Linked DNA regions of Acanthopagrus latus: regions 2, 3 and 4 are each linked to region 1. The links are chromatin contacts, called in public Hi-C maps. All regions are on one chromosome and are shown on one strand. Each heading gives the region's core, a stretch centred on a gene start, on an enhancer-like site or on the middle of the called end of the contact. The rest is flanking DNA. Distances are from core to core; before and after follow the strand shown. Region 1 holds the start of fam3c (protein FAM3C). Region 2 holds the start of LOC119032920. Region 3 holds the start of si:ch211-244b2.4. Region 4 holds the start of lum (lumican).

Region 1 (3,797 bases), core at 946-3,445:
TAACGAGCAGGACTATGAACAGTGGCTGGCCCACTCCACAGACGAAGGAGGCTCGGAGAGAAACGGCTGCGTCCTGGGCGTCAAAGAGACGTACCGGAGGCTGAAGAAACAATCGGTGTGCAGGAACGGGAAGAGCTTCGTGGTGAGCAAGAAGCAAAGCCCCTGCCTGTGCACCAGAGACGACTACTTATGGTGCGTCGCCCAGTTTTTATCAGAGGTTGAGCTTGTGTTGGAGCATGTCGGTGAAGCCCTGACCTTTTCCCTCTCCAACAGCGACTACGGCTACTATCCTCATGTGAACAGCTCGGAGTGTGTGAGGGAACCCAGCGCCAACAAAACCCTGGAGCCCTGTCTGGAGGGAGAGGAGGACGAGCTGCTCACAGCGGGGTAATAACAGTCGCTCCTTCTTTAGATATGCAAACACACCTCCTGTAGACACTCACACACTTCTGACTGCATCTGCAGGTACCGGAAGGTTGCCAGCGACAGGTGCGAGGGCGGGTTCAGTCCTCAGCTGGCCGTGCAGACTGTCATCAGGCCCTGCGGCGTGAATACCAGCCCCGCTCCGTCTACCAGGTCCTTGTCTCCAGTCGCAGACTTTGACACACCGGTGAGCAGATTTGTCGCGCACCTTTAATCGTTGGCGTTTAGATTTTAGCTTCATTAATGCCGGCTCTGCATGTTTTCCAGCGCGAGAGGCTGGTGCTGATCCTGGTGTGTGCGGGGGCTGGCGTCGTCGTCCTGATAGCCGTCATTTCCGCCATCTTTGCCGTCAGGAGGGTGGTGTACAGGAACAGGTGAGCCGGACACACGTGCACAGCTGCACACATCTCACACACACACCTGCAACTGATCTCTGTGGTGTAACGTCGCCCTCTGCAGGACACCAGTGTACCGATTCTCCAACCTGCGGATCCAGGATGATGAGAATGGCGTCACACCAGAACTCGAAAGCGCCACCAGCAGCAACGGCACGGCCTGCCAACAGGACTCAGATGACGTGAGACACATTCACCACTATTTCACTATTTTTGTCTTGTTTTGAGCTCATAAAAACTTCCACATGATGTGATTTCCGCACAATCACTGACACTTTTTCCCCCTTTTTTTTTTCTACAGGATCTTATTGAATGACACATGACACGTTCGAATGGATGTGATAAAGATTCATGGCTGGAGGCAGCCTGAAAAAAGACTTTGTTGGACTTATCTCTGATGTTTGGACCGCAGCACCACCGAGGATCTGAACGACAAGCATGAAAATTTATTAATTTATTGAGCTGACTGTTATTTCATTGCTTTGCTTCGCTTTTATGTGTACAGTATTTCTTTTTTTTTTTGTAATTATTATTATTGTAGTTTTACTCTGTGTTGCAGCACTTTTTTTTACTTTCTGTCCAATGTGAAAACAAACGAGACAAATCCAGAAAATGTGCATTTTTAAAAAACAACAAAAACAAAATACAGCTTTTTATTATCATGTGTTCTTTGTACTGTGGATGTTCTGGTGAAGTTAAATGCACAATAAAGGTTTTAAAGCATCTGTCCATCAGTGGGCGCTGGCGGCGTTGTCACATGTCTAATCTGCCTCGATTTATACAGAGAAGAAGAAAATCAGGAAGTCGGTTCGAGTGTAACGAAGATAGGTTATTAAGAAGATGTAATACTCCTGAAAAAAAATCACCATTCCTACTACTACGACTACCACAATTTACTATAGAGCACAATGCTCATAACAGAACTGTGTTATATGGTTGAATTAGACATGGCACTTGAGTCTACACGTGTAGAGATCATTGTTTTAAAAAACAAATATTAGTAATAACTTTTTCCTTCATTTTCATTTTGAGAGGCAGTGAATGGGATTATTATGGATGACAAAGTTGTATTAGTGATACATAATACAAACTACAAAACTAACTAGATAAAAAGTTGAAATCACCCTTTTACCCTCCGGTTTAATGAATGAGATATTGCTGTAAAGGAAGTGTTGTTTTCATCTTCTATGTTGCACTATCATTGTGTTTATTAATGTTATGGCAAATTTTGAATAGTTTCTTGTTGATTTCAACTTAGAACATGGTGATTTCCCTTTGAATAGTGGACAACCCCGTCTGAAAATAAATATTTAATGAAAGAAAAAGGAAAAAATAATTCACCCGACTTGTTCGTCTTCGATTTCTCCGACAGAGTGGAGCATCTCACCTACTGCCCCTCTCCCCCCTTGAACTGTATTTCAGCTGTCACCCTACAGATCTCTCCAGTCTGGGACACCGTCGGCCACAGCCGGTACAGGTGGTTACCACAGCGACTGAACAGGTAAATTCAACATCTTTACATCCTTCTTATTCAGCTTCTTCCACGTTATTTCCACTACTGCTGTCAGTGAGCAAAGATAGGCAGAGAGGAAGTAACGGTGGACGAGTCAACGTCAGTTTTCACACTTGACGCCAGTTAGCTTGTCAAAATATAACGTTAGCCTCCAGGCTATGTGTAGTGTAATACCGGCGTGTAACTGAGATTAAATGCATTATAACAGGTGAATTCCTTGTGACAGCTAAGTCAGCGAAAGCTAAAGAGACGTTAAAACACTTGACTAACTTTCTGCGGTGTTAGCTTTTAGCGCCATGTCAACCGTTATTAGCAAGCTAACGCGTCGTCACCGAAAGTCGACCTGAGCTGGCTGCTAGCATTTGTTTGTTTTGTTTTGTCATGACAGGGTGTTAGTTTGGGGAAAAGAGGCTGGAGGCTCGCAATGATGCTTCGGGCCGGCGGTAAGCACATGTGACTTAAGATACCGAGCCATTATTGTGCTAATGTGATGATAAATGGCGCCTGACAGCTTCATCACGTTAACCCATCTGCCTCTGTTCTCTCTTCAGGTATTTTGAAGTTGGCAGCGCTCATCTTTGCGTTCCTCCTGGCTGTCTTTCTGGCTTTCCAGCTGCTGGAGATCAACACGGATTTTAAACTGGGCAGTATGATGTGTGAGTACCAAGTGTTTTCTCAAAAAACGAAACCAAGCCACCGTTTAGATTTTGTTGTTAAGGAAACCTGAGGTCTTTTCTAATCCATTCATTGTGAGGGGTTGTTTTGTGGCAGTGTTGCCTGGAGGCTGCAGAAACCAAATATGGTTCATTGTTGTTAAGTGTTATGAGGGTTTCATGGAGGACTTTCCCACGGAACTGCCTTTTTATATGTCCATTTCAGATGAAAGTGTTCTCAAAGATGCATGTATTTAACTTGCTTTTCAGCCAGATCGGTGCCAGTGAATGAAGCCCGTAAGTACGCTTCGATTCTAACAATTTCATCTAATGGATTTGCTTTATTAAAGACTGATGCATGTCAAAAGAAATTTGTCTATACTCGTTGACAACTGAATGGTAATAATTATGGCTAAATCCTGCACTGTACAGCTAGATAATGGCACATGAATATCAGCCCCCATAATCGACCTGGGCTAATAATCAGTAATCTTGCCTTTTGTTTTCTGTCTCCACATGTTTGCGATTGGACCACATGTTACAGAATATTCCCACTCTTTCATTGGTGTTTTTAAACGTGAGCTTTTGTATTCACAGCAACAAAGCCAGTCAGGTACAAGTGCGGGCTGTCCAAGCCGTGTCCGCCTGGACACTTTGCGTTCAAGATGGCGAGTGGAGCGGCCAGTGTGGTCGGGCCGAAAATCTGCCTGGAGGACAAACTGTAAGTGAAGCGACGGCTTGAAACTCACAGAAACACAAGAGCACATGTTTCTTATTGTATTTTTAATCCTTTTTTAACAACATTTTGCATAG
Region 2 (4,288 bases), core at 588-3,087, 140 kb after region 1:
TAAGTAAAGTAAGTAACAAAGTAAGAGACTAGGTGAAGAAAGTTTAATTAATCAAATAAGTGGAATAGTAAAAAAGAAAATAACAAAGGAAGTAACCAAGTGAAATTAGTTAGTAAATAAGTTATAAGTTAACAGGAAGTAAGTAAGTAAATAAGTGAACTAAGTAAATACTAAGTGCAACAAAACACAAATGACTTCACTAAAAAAATTAAATCAAAGTAAATCCTCTCATCTGAGAAACTAGTAGCATAAAACGTTGATTATTTTTTACATAAATAACTACGTATTACTTTGATTATAGATTATCAAGTAATTCCAAATAATTATTACATGTTTTTGTCAATGGATTAATAGTCATAGTAGTTCTATCTATAACAAAACGTCATATTTCGCAAGTTTTTTTTTATATGTTCTTATAACTGAAGCTGTCCAGTAAACGTGATGGAGTAAAATGTGAAATAGTTAATTAAGCATTAGTTAATAGTTATTTCACTGTTAACAAACAATGAAATGTTTTATTTATTTACAGATGAACTACAAAAATGTAATCAGAACTTTACAACAAACAACGATGGTTTATAACGCACGTCATCGTTTGTTTACAAGCGTTTAAGTGACTATAAACCGGCCGGATGACGTTTATCATGAAGTGTTACCAAGTAAATGTTCTTGGTACTTCTTGAAGCTTTTCTTCTTCTTCAGTTTGAAATATAAGTTCACGCCACTGAGGAGGATACGTGAACAGAAGGTAGGTGCTCCTACAGGAAGGCAAAGTCCATTTCCATTGTGTGCTGTTGTCGCACTGCACACGAATGTGGGTCCGACGCTCTGAGCCAACACATTGATCACAGTCTGTGACCTTTGTCCTTTGGCTCTGTTAACCCCCTCCCTGCCGCCGCCGCCGCCGCCACCGATACAGCCACCAGTCAGACTCCGAACAGATGGGAGAGTTTGGGGGAGGGTTTATTTTTAAACAGCCGTGTTGTCACTCAATGCTTCTTCTTCTTCTTCTACTGCCTTTATTTACCTCTTTTTGCTCCCTTTTCCTCTCCCTTTTCCCTGGATTTATACCCTCTAGTCACAAAATATCGACGTTTACTGTAAATTAGATTGCGCGTTCCTCAAAAAACAACCTCAGGGCAAGCCGTGTGTTAATGTTGTCATCAATTATCTGTCCAATTACCATAACCCACATCGATACAGAGGCCCTGCGGTGCACCAGCACTCGCACATACACTAAAAAAGTCACACATCATTCATAGCTGCCAGTAAACTAAAACCTCATGCAAATTCCACACTGGACTGAGACCATTTACCTGCCCTGACCTCCGCTTTTTTCTGTTTTTTGTTTTTGTGGGGTGACAAACTCAAGACAAATACCTCGAAGACAAGCTATGAAAAGGTTGTTTTTCTTAGATCCGAGCTTTTAACCACATCTGTAACACGCCACCAGAGAGAATGTTCTGATTCATACCAGCGACCTAGTAAGGAAAAAAACAAACAACAGATTATTCTTCTGATCATTTCAAAATGATTTCCCCGACATTTGGGGCTCTGCCAAAAAACTCGAAGGGGTTAGGAGGGGGCAACTGGTGAGGCAGCTGCCGGGGCGTTCGGGAAGCACTGGGGAACAATCACTGAACTGTAGAGGTGATTTCGCTTGGAGGCAGAAGTCCAGACGGACAGATTTTGTGTCGGTGAAAGGGATTTCTGAGGCTGTCGATGAGATATGAAAGCCTCAGAGATGGATGAGGGGGTTTTAATGGGAGGGTGGGGGGAAAAAAAAACAAACGATGCTGTCTTACAAAGAAAAAAGGGAGAAAATGGAGCCTCAAAATGACAAAACAGACAGAAGGCCGGCGCACAGAGAGAAGAGACGGTGGTATTTTTTACCCTGAAACATGAAACAGGTGCAGGTCTACTAAGAAACCAACCCCCACCTTTCGGTTTCCTCTATTATCGCTGGTTTCACACCCCCTCTCCTGAACATTACGTCACCTTCGACAGGAAATGAGATGCCACGGCTCGAGGTGTTAAGAGACTCCTCCAGGCCCTCTGCTTCTTCTTCTTCTTCTCCATCTTCTTCATCTTCTTCTGAGCTTTTCATTTCACCACCATTTAATATTCATACGGATGATGTAATTTGTCTCTGTTCGCGGTCCAGAGGAGCAGAGATGATTTTGGGCACAGACACAAACGAAAACATGAACAGCCATCTGCTTTATTTTTCCCATGCAATGTTATGCAATACAAGGCTCTGGACGGGCAACCCGGCCAGTCATGTGTGGGCGTGTGCTGCCGCTCTGTGGTCGGTTCAGGCGTTGCAGTTCAGTTTCGTGTTGTGCGCACTAGATGTCAGCATGCAGCATGTGTTCACGAAGCTATGTGGACTAACAGATCATGTTTTTAGCAGCAAGGATCCAGATTTTCACTTCAAAATGTTTCTTCAGATGCATATTCTGCTCTCAAACACTGTGGGTTACTGCAAATGTTTTCTTCTTTGTTGTGTTGGACCTTCTTGTGAGTCTGACGTGAGACTGACGTGAAGTTTCAATCGAACTGACTTGTGCAAGCTGTTCTTTTCTATATCTGTGTTGCTGTTACAGATACGCAAACCTGAAGATGGAGGCTGAGCCGGAGAGGAACGCCCGGCTCTGCATCATCGGAGAACACAGACAAGAAGGTGATATTCTTATGAGACTGATGATTGGAGGAAATACACAAACACTTTTTCTTCCAGCATAAACAGAGATAGTGGAGCTGAGAAGGAAAGAAAATATCTGTTTGAGAACTGACATCTGGGACTTTTGGTGGTTGTGATGTTGATCCAACAAAATGAGACACTAGCCGTGTTTACATAAAGCATTTTGAAGAATATTCAATGGCAACAATTAAAAAAAAAAAGTCTTGCTGAAAAAGTTTGTAAGCTTGCTTGAGTCAATGTGCAAAATGTTCGATGGAAACTGATTTGCAGAAGAAACGGACATAGCGGATTGCATTTTTCTTCGTCGTCTCCGGACGGCATGCAAAAAATGGCCAAGGTTAGCTGACTGATTTCCTGAAGAGTTCTCTCCAGTTTGTCTCCTGGTTTGTTTACCTCTGGCCTCTGTTTACTTCCACATCCCTGTGTGATGTAGCCTCCATCAGGTCACCCTCTCACAAAATCACGCTTTACATAACCTAGTTCATTCACTGTCAACAAATCTGTCTGACATTTTATTATGGAAACATGGCTGATGTGTGTTGACAAGTGTTACTTTGTATTCCCTCACATTTAATAGAATAAGAAAAGACATGTTCCTTTCTTAATTTTTGTCTTCTCTACAGAGACGAATAAACAAGGATAAAAATGCCAAACTAAAACAATAACGAGATGTGTCTCTGTCCCAAATAAACAAGTTCTCTTTACTTCACTGAAATTCTCTCTCGCTGTGTTGTTTTGACTTTAAATGAGACAAATGTACTTGGAAAGATTTTAAGTTTCTGCTGCTATTTGTCCGGTGAGACCAAGAGACAGACTGTATATGGGCTGTTTTCTTGCCAAACAGCAGAAATTAGGTTTTTACAGTTATTCTTAAAAAACAAAAATGATCATTGCCTAAATCTTTACTACGCTTTCAATTTTTACCACATCTGTAAAATTCAATGAATGTTTTTATACTGATACACATAGTTGTAAAAAGTTAGCATTCATGATCAATTAAAGTCATTTTTAGGGCTTTAAAAACAAGCCTGTAACATAATAAAACACAACCAAGCTTAAACTTACACGAGACACATTATGACAGAGTCCCTCATTAGCATCAGCAGCCCACAGACTTCCTGAAGTCCAGAGCATTATTAGCATCTGGGTCAAAGGCCGAGCGGTTTCCAGGCGCTACTTGTCGCCTGCCATATAACCACTGGGATGCTAATGTCTCCCCACAGCGGAGCAAACAGAAGCCACTGTAAAAAAAAAAAAAGCCGGTGTCACCTCTGACCTCTCTCCCCCTGAAGTCGCCCCGCTTTCCCGCTATTGATCCTCCAGATTCCTCTGACGTTGAGGGTGAGTGTGAGAATCCTGCGGCAGATAAAGGCACTCAGAGGAGTCATTAACTATGGCTCAGCCGGAGCGTGTGTGTGAAAAGTCTCCATACAGAGACGGCCGCTGAGATGGATCATTAAAGTCATATATTGCTGGTGGTGGAGTTGGTGGTGGTGGGGGTGGTGGGGGTGGTGGGGGTGTGTGCGGTTCAAAGGTTGCCCCGTCTCTTCTGGACTCTCTCAGTCTGTACAGAGATGCAGGTGT
Region 3 (3,913 bases), core at 270-2,769, 250 kb after region 1:
TCATCTTAGTTTGATGTCGTGTCATTATTCGTTCGCGTAGCAACAAACACAGCCTCTATTATGAGTGGGGGTCGGGCTGAAGCATGTTGTTGGATGAAAAGCGTGCTTCTCGGGTACTTCCACCATGGAGCCTACTTGCTAGGTGCCCTCGCTAACGTTAGCTAGCTCTGTTAAAACTTGACATTTCTTGCCGCCCGTACTTACTTTTATACGTGAACTCCATGGGGTTGGCTCTATCAGAGCCGTTGTTCGTGTAATCGTGATCCTGAAATTCCATTTTCCCCTATTTGTGTTCGTCCTTCTTTTTCTCAAGTACCCTTCGTAGGAAAAGGTCGCTGGGTCGTTCCGGCTCCAGAAGGACCCTATGTTCTTCTTCGCGTGTTTTTAAACAGAGCGCCCTTAACGCACTCTATGTACGGGGTGGCGCCAACGGTGGAATGAGCTCACTACCGCCAGCCAGCGTTGTGGTTGTTTCGTGTACTCCAGCTTCTTGTGATCAGACTGCAGTTTTTTGTGTTTTCCACCCTGTTTGTATATGTTTCTGGTGTTATAATTGATTACTAAATTTAATTTGTTTATTATTTGATTGATTTGTATGTAAATAATGTGTTTTTTTTACATCATCCGTACAATTTTGACCTTTTTATATACAGTGTGTGTTGTTTTACACGTATACATTATATATATCTTTATGTATGTGTATGTTGCTTTGCTCTGTTTAGCTTTGTTTTCCTTCTTTCAGTAATATGTCTGTGTTTATCATCATGTACACTGTTATTGATTTATATTTATTTTCATTCAACTAAAATTAAATCAATTATTAATTAATACAGACTCAGGGTCCAGATAAAAGACATTCCACAAAATAAATTACATAATAAATGTCAATAAAAGATATTTTAGTATATATTAGTGTGTTAGCTGTAATAATGTCCACGCAATAGGGATTGGTAGCAAGTAGAGCTAAAAAGATACGTTAGATAAAACCAGGATGATTTCATTTTCAGAGAAATTTAGACAAAGACAAGAGATACAACTTATACATGAGTTTTCTTAAAACACCAATAAACTCCTGCACTCCTTAACTTTATAATAATAAGAATAATAAGAATAGTAATAATAATAATAATAATAATAATAATAATAATAATAATAATAATAATGACTTATATACTTTTATTTAAAAAGTTGTTTACAGAGACATAAAAAACATGAAAAATCCCAGATGAAAGATAAACAACAGTACAATTCATACAGTTACACAATAATAGAGATAATGAGACAACTCGAGAACATTATTTTTATGTATATTTTTTAAGTGATTTATGACGGAGAGTAAATTATGTGTTCAGGAATTTGGGGATTTCTCCAGACCTAAAATAGCCCATGGTTGAGGGAGTTCTTGCTCTGAGGCACTTCAGCAGTGCCAGCCTCTTGGCAGACTCCAGCTGTGGGTGGGGCTGGAGTTTATCTGAAAAATACGATCATGAAACGAAAGTAGGCTGTATCAAACAGAAGAATGGCGACTGCTCACGGTAAGTACCATTTAAACACTAATTACTGCAGCGCTTTGTTAGTAATCTGCGGTGTTAAATTCAATATGAACACTTCCTTCTGGTTTTCCTTCATAATAAGAGCTGCTTGTGTCCAGTGTGTGTCTGTTTATGTGTTTATTTACATGTGACATTCAGAGATAGATCTCCATATCGAAACAAAACTCAACACAAGTGTTGATATGCGTCATGTTAGAGGAAGGAAATGGTGCAAATCTTTAGTCTTATGAACACGTTATTAATTCAACTTTTCACCGTGATTACCTGAAAAAAGTTTCACTTTCGTTTCTGTGGAAAAAGTGGAGCTCGCACTCTCTCTGTAGGATGTTCATGTAACTATTAATAGACCGACATCAGTGTAGTGGTTTAAAATCACGCTTTACTGTAATATCTAATTGACATGGTGTTAAATTGAAGGTGCGTTCAATAGCTTTACATCATTTCTCAAGTATTTTCCAACCAGGTAGGTCATGACCAGTATACAGTCTAAAACTAAAGCTGGTAATTGTCCAGCAGGGGGCAGCAGATCAACTGTACATGTACCAAAGAGAATATCACGTGTGTTAGGGGAGCTGTAGAATAATTTAAAATAGAATTGTAATATTTATAATATTAAAGGGGTAATAATTTTGACCATAAGTGAATAAACAAGCTGTTCTCAGAGGAAAACGAGGTCTCAGAACACTGTTTGAGGCTGGAAAGGTGGCAGGGTCCACCACATATAAACAAAGGGAACCCGTATGATATTGTGTTGTCCTTAAATGTCATGTACACTGTAGCTGCTGAGTTTTAAAGGCTTTCCTAAACACTTGACATTCCAGAGTCTGAAGAGGAATCTCTCTCTGACGGTGAGTCTTACGTCAGCAATGAGTCAGACAGCGAGTCAGACGGATCAGACGGGGAAAACGATTCTCAGGTTTGTTTCTGGATGGGGAATATTTCTGGGAACACAACTATAACTCCATCTGCCTCTTCAGTCATGAATGACATCTCCTGTGTTTTCCCTTTAAAGTCTCCTGTGAGAGAGCCCTGCAGGTATTACAACAAAGGAGGCTGCCGGGACGGCGCCAGGTGCTCGTACCTGCACGTCTGCAGGTACGCACTGACAGGAAACTGTCGCTACGGGACTGAATGTAAGCTGAACCATGACGCAGCGTCCTCTGACGCAAGAGGCGGAGCTTCACACCAGACGAGGGATGAGGAGGAGACTTGAGGTTAGATGGTCTTTATTTCTGATCCACGTCTTAATTTCAAAACATTTACACTTTAAACTCCTTAAATCATCAGACTAGATATGCACGTACTAATATACTGTACACTTTAAATAGTTTAAGGAAACAGAAGTAGGTTTAAATTTGTAATTAACCAGTAATGTCTCTATTATAACAAATGGAAGGTTGAGAAAAGACAGTTTAAAGTCAGAGGTTTGTGCTTAAGACAAATAGACAAATCATCAGCGATACCTGCGAGTTTCACATTTTATTTTGAGACAGTATGACGGTAGTTTTATATCCAGTTTGTGCTTTTTACCTGTTGGTCAGGTTTGAAACATGATGGATACAGATGTTAGATTAGATAACTTAAAGCTGCACTCTTTATTTTGCCGCCACAGGACAGTAAAACAAACTAACAAAACAAAATATCTTTATATTTTTTACATTATAACCTCATAATGTTGATTTGATTCGTGTTTTCAATTTTCAGTTTTATTGGTCGACAACGCTGTGCTTATGGTCTGGTTAGGTTTAGGTTTAAATCGTTATATTTATTTGTGTTTTTTCAGCACCAAAAACTCATTGCTGTGTATTTATTCCATCCAGTCCCGCAGCTGACGGATGGTCGATACCACCAGTGGCAGCTGAACGACGGACGTGGCTGGAAGAGTATTGATAACGATCACATCATCGAGGCCCAGTACTGCCTGCCCCACAGCAAAAGCATTAAAATCTACAACACACCATACGGGTAACAACACAGCGTCTGTAAACATCTGAACATTGATGGTTACTGCCTGATTATTGATCTAACTCTGGGTCTGCGTCTACAGGGCGGTCAGTATCGATTTCAACAGGATGAAGGTGTATGGGAAAGATCTAAAGGTGAGGCGGCTGGACGATGGGAACACCGTGTGGCTCTGGTACTGCACCCTGCGACGGAAGTGGCACAAGTACGGAGAAAAGGTAGATGGACTGTGATGTGATTTTTTTTTTATGTTTTGATTTCTTTATCTTCTTGTCTGGTCTGTTGATGAAAATTGATTTTATTTTTTTTTTCTTTGCGTACAGGACTCCAGGGGCAACACCAATCCTGTGAAGTGCTCCGACATAGAAAGGAAGTTCCAGAGTAACCCGAAGAGCTCC
Region 4 (3,886 bases), core at 283-2,782, 210 kb after region 1:
GAGTTGTTGGAAAAAGCTACACAATGAAAACCCAAACTGAAAATAATTGCAGTCAGTTGAGCGCATAACACAGCCAAGGCCGAACAGATCCATTTTACTCAATCAAGCCTTGTCTAAATATGTGCAAGTTACAGATGTTTCGATCCACATCACCCATAGATAGCAGGACTTGAACACCTCTTATTTCTTCCATCAAGATCCGTGTATTCTTCCCTGAGAAATTTACTAGAAGGTTTAAAAATGTCCTCTCTTGGGATGGTAAAGAAAGTAGGAAACAATTCCTGTATATGCATCAAAAGTTAATGGGGTCTAATCTGGGCTGAGACCCACCCTCTATCCAAGTTTCATGGAAATCCGCTCTGTAGTTTTGGTGTTATCCTGCTGACAAACAAACAAAGGCAAAACATAACTTCCTTGTTGGAGGTAATAAGATAATAAAGAAATAAGGATTTAATGGGTCAAACAAGCCCACAGATGTGTGCAAGGAAAAAACAATTCTAAACAGGAGGTCGAATGACTCAAATTTTCTGATATAAAAATGCATAATGAGCTTATTTTCTTACATTTCTTGGGAATTTCTTGGGATCTTGAGTTAGGTTGAAAGTGAGGTATGAAAGTTTACCACACATGAGAAATGCATCCAAGACGGACTCTATGGATGGTATGTGAGCTGAGAGGCAGACCGCACTGCGACCAATTGAATCCAGCCGTCAATTCCCGGCATGCTGTGATGGTGTGATGGACGTCTACCAACAAATGGGAAAACCATTTGGCTAATTATCTCCCCCAGCCCCCCTGCTTCAGTTGCATCTGTCGGATGAGTAGAACCCCACCCTGGTCCATTTTGTTCAACTGTCTCTTTATTTGTGTGCAAGGAGGAAGAAATGTGGAGGTACGCAGAATAATTCATAACAAAGGCATATGGGATCAATTGGATCAGCCTCAACCTGCAGTTACCTAAAGTGCTGTGCCTTTGTTTGAAAAACAGAAGGAGAAATGTTTGCGTCAAGTCTTACGCAAGTCTTCTTCTGGCCGCCTCGTAACCTTTTTTTTGTCAGATTTTCCAAAACCTTACTCACAGCTTCGAGAGGTACAGCTGAATTTATTCTCCTTCGTAACTGGGGAGTCTGGGTTAAATGGCTGCCAAAGATCGTTTTCACATTTTTCCACACTTCTCCTACTCTTAAGATTTTTCCACAGACTGCCTACCCAACCTCAACCAGAGTTTTTTAAACTTTGGGGGTGGTTGTTTGGAGGATAATTACCGGAATGCACTAGAAGTGGGTCGTGTTTGTTAAGGGCATAAACGCTGGGAAAAGGTGGAGGTACTGTAACAGTATCATATAAGTTTTCAGCTTTTCCGAGGTAAAATATTGCCGTTTCTCGTTGCACCTGCTCTTGGTTAGTCAACAGACGTTTTTTGGATGATGCTCCCGCAGACATTCATGCTGATGACACCTTCAATTTATATGACGACCTGACTCCAGCCTGCTGAAGAAGCCTCCCCCCTCCTCCCCCTCCCTTTTTTCCCTCTCTGTCTCTCCATCTAACCCCCCCTCTCTCTCCTCCCTCTCTCTCCTTCTTTCCCTCTGTGTTTTTCTCCAGAGACTTCCAGTTTTTGAACACCACACTGTTCTTACCTACTGGCCCTCCACCCCACACGCACACGAAGAGAGAAAGAGCCACAGGTAAGCTTGCATTAGAGGCATGGATTTGTGATTTCCTGTCTGATTATTCCTCTTCATCTACTGTTTTTCTGGATGGGACTCTCAGCTGCCACTGCTGGGCTTGCTAATGCTGCAGCAGAGAGGACAAGAAATACCAGTGCATGAAATTAAAAAAATGTTTTAAAAGTTGGACCGATTTGCACATGATTCTAAGAAAAACAACTTAAATCTTACATGTTTTATAAAGATCTACACCGCCCTTCAAGGACTGTTTCATAAGTTTCGGCGACTTTAGTCTTGGTAAAACAATCTGTTGCACTTGGATCTGGCTTCTGTCTGCATTTTTCATTGGTCTGGAATGAATCACTCTGGTTTTGCATTGTCTGAAGGAATTTGATTTTCCACAGCTGTGATCCTAAACTCAATAATACATCTGCTTTTACTTCCTTCTTCCATGTGTTTGCTTACCATCACACTCAACTTGTGCGTTTCACACGTAAAACAAGACTTAAACATCGCTGTATATGCACATATATTGTGTACTCTTTGAACATCTGTGTTGAATTATTGTTCCCATCGCTGGCTTATGTAGAAATGTGCCAGATGTATAGATGAAGTGGTGCTGGGAGCACCGCAGTTTCGTTCAAGCTGCAGCTGTAATGATGTGGCTCAAAACAGATAATTGAATCAAGGAATCTAGGGCTCACTGGTCTCCAGTCGGTTTCCATGAACTCCTGACCGATTATAAAATACTCTGGGGAGTGGGTGTGGTGATAGGGTGCATGTAGGGGGCGGAGGCTGTTAGATTAATATTTTTGGAGTACAATCGTTTAAAAGTTATAGTTTTATGAATTCTTTGTCATTCAGTTTTCTTTGAACAAATCAGATCCATATATTACTTTTGTTGCTCTTGCCCCATCTAACTTTTCAATGTTATCCCCTCTCTTCCCCTCCCTTCTGTCTCTTGGATCCCCAGAAGCCATGTTTCCTCTCCGTCTACCCCTGTTGGCCGCATTGGTCACAGTGGCCCTGTGCCAGTATTATGACTACGACTACCAGCCTGTTTCCATGCTGGGACCCTCAGGGCCCAATTGTCATCAAGAATGCGAGTGCCCAATAAACTTCCCAAGCGCCATGTATTGTGACACCCGCAAGCTCAAGTTTGTTCCATTCGTCCCAACAGGGATCAAGTACCTGTACCTCCAGAACAACCAGATTGAAGAGATCAAGGCAGGAGTGTTTGATAATGTTACAGATACACTTCGCTGGCTGGTACTTGACAACAACCAGATTACCAATGGTAAGATCGAAAAGGGCACGATCGACAAACTCACAGTCCTGGAGAAGCTGTTCTTTAGTAACAACGAACTAACAGAGCCAATCATCCCTCCCTCAAAGTCCCTCGATGAGCTGAAGATGATGCACAACAAGTTGTCCAAGTTTCCCTCTGGACTCTTGTCCGACAAGGAGAATCTGACCTCCATCAACCTTCAGCACAATCAGCTGACCTCCGATGCCATCGCAGGGGCGTTCAAAGGGCTGAAGAAGCTGCTGTCTCTGGATGTGAGCCACAACAAGCTGAAGAAGCTGCCGGCCGGAGTCCCTAGTTCACTGGAAATGCTCTATGCTGACTACAACGACATTGATGGTGTCGGAGCAGGATACCTGAACAAGTTGCCCGTACTGCAGTACCTGAGGATCTCCCACAACAAGCTGGTGGACTCCGGGCTCCCTTCTGGAGTGTTCAACACTACATCGCTGGTGGAGCTGGACCTGTCTTTCAACAAACTGCAGTCCATCCCTGAGGTCAACGAGCAGCTGGAGCAGCTGTACCTCCAGGCCAATGAGATCAACAGTGAGTGGCAACTGGAAATCTTTGCTAATTTATGATGTACAATCCACTCTTTATAAAAGCATTGTTCAACTTTAAATGTCTTATTTCACTGTTTCTTAAAAGGTGTATGTAGTGGTATTTAGTATGTCTCACTGAGATTCAATTCCTTCTCTGGAACAAGTTCTTTGGTTTTTCCAGCCTGGAAAGCTGCTTCCGGAGTGACACCAAACACTTTGCCGGTCTAAAACATAGAACTGCTTACATTAGCAGTTGGGGGTGGGGTTCCTCCAGACCAATGACCAACTACACTAACTTATGATGGTCATTTAAAAAACAAAGCTAGTGTAGCTTGGTGTGACTTGGCAGAAAAACAAACCATGTTAAT

The links. Hi-C and Micro-C count contacts between places; a contact is called where the count stands out from the background.
Region 2: a contact with region 1 is called in a Hi-C map of muscle, with 6 times the contacts expected there. The contact joins the promoter of LOC119032920 here to the promoter of fam3c in region 1. A contact is called at or near these places in 4 of 4 Hi-C or Micro-C datasets (liver and muscle).
Region 3: a contact with region 1 is called in a Hi-C map of muscle, with 3 times the contacts expected there. The contact joins the promoter of si:ch211-244b2.4 here to the promoter of fam3c in region 1. A contact is called at or near these places in 2 of 4 Hi-C or Micro-C datasets (both in muscle).
Region 4: a contact with region 1 is called in a Hi-C map of liver, with 2.8 times the contacts expected there. The contact joins the promoter of lum here to the promoter of fam3c in region 1. A contact is called at or near these places in 3 of 4 Hi-C or Micro-C datasets (liver and muscle).

What each region holds. Positions count from the first base shown.
Region 1 is chr14:15,111,776-15,115,572 of fAcaLat1.1, forward strand. fam3c (protein FAM3C) reads left to right here and starts at 2,196. Exons shown (of 9, transcript XM_037122209.1): 1 at 2,196-2,319; 2 at 2,720-2,774; 3 at 2,883-2,987; 4 at 3,582-3,705. The coding sequence starts at 2,756. si:dkey-159a18.1 (sortilin) reads left to right here. Exons shown (of 22, transcript XR_005079058.1): 18 at 1-142; 19 at 274-387; 20 at 466-610; 21 at 691-797; 22 at 883-916.
Region 2 is chr14:15,256,114-15,260,401 of fAcaLat1.1, forward strand. It overlaps LOC119032920, which reads left to right and starts at 1,838. Exons shown (of 4, transcript XM_037122555.1): 1 at 1,838-2,683. The coding sequence starts at 2,623.
Region 3 is chr14:15,362,646-15,366,558 of fAcaLat1.1, forward strand. It overlaps si:ch211-244b2.4, which reads left to right and starts at 1,520. Exons shown (of 11, transcript XM_037122510.1): 1 at 1,520-1,535; 2 at 2,375-2,469; 3 at 2,566-2,686; 4 at 3,374-3,518; 5 at 3,601-3,733; 6 at 3,839-3,913. The coding sequence starts at 1,520. All of the region lies in intron 1 of si:dkeyp-38g8.5, which reads right to left.
Region 4 is chr14:15,323,043-15,326,928 of fAcaLat1.1, forward strand. It overlaps lum (lumican), which reads left to right and starts at 1,533. Exons shown (of 3, transcript XM_037122500.1): 1 at 1,533-1,688; 2 at 2,644-3,522. The coding sequence starts at 2,649.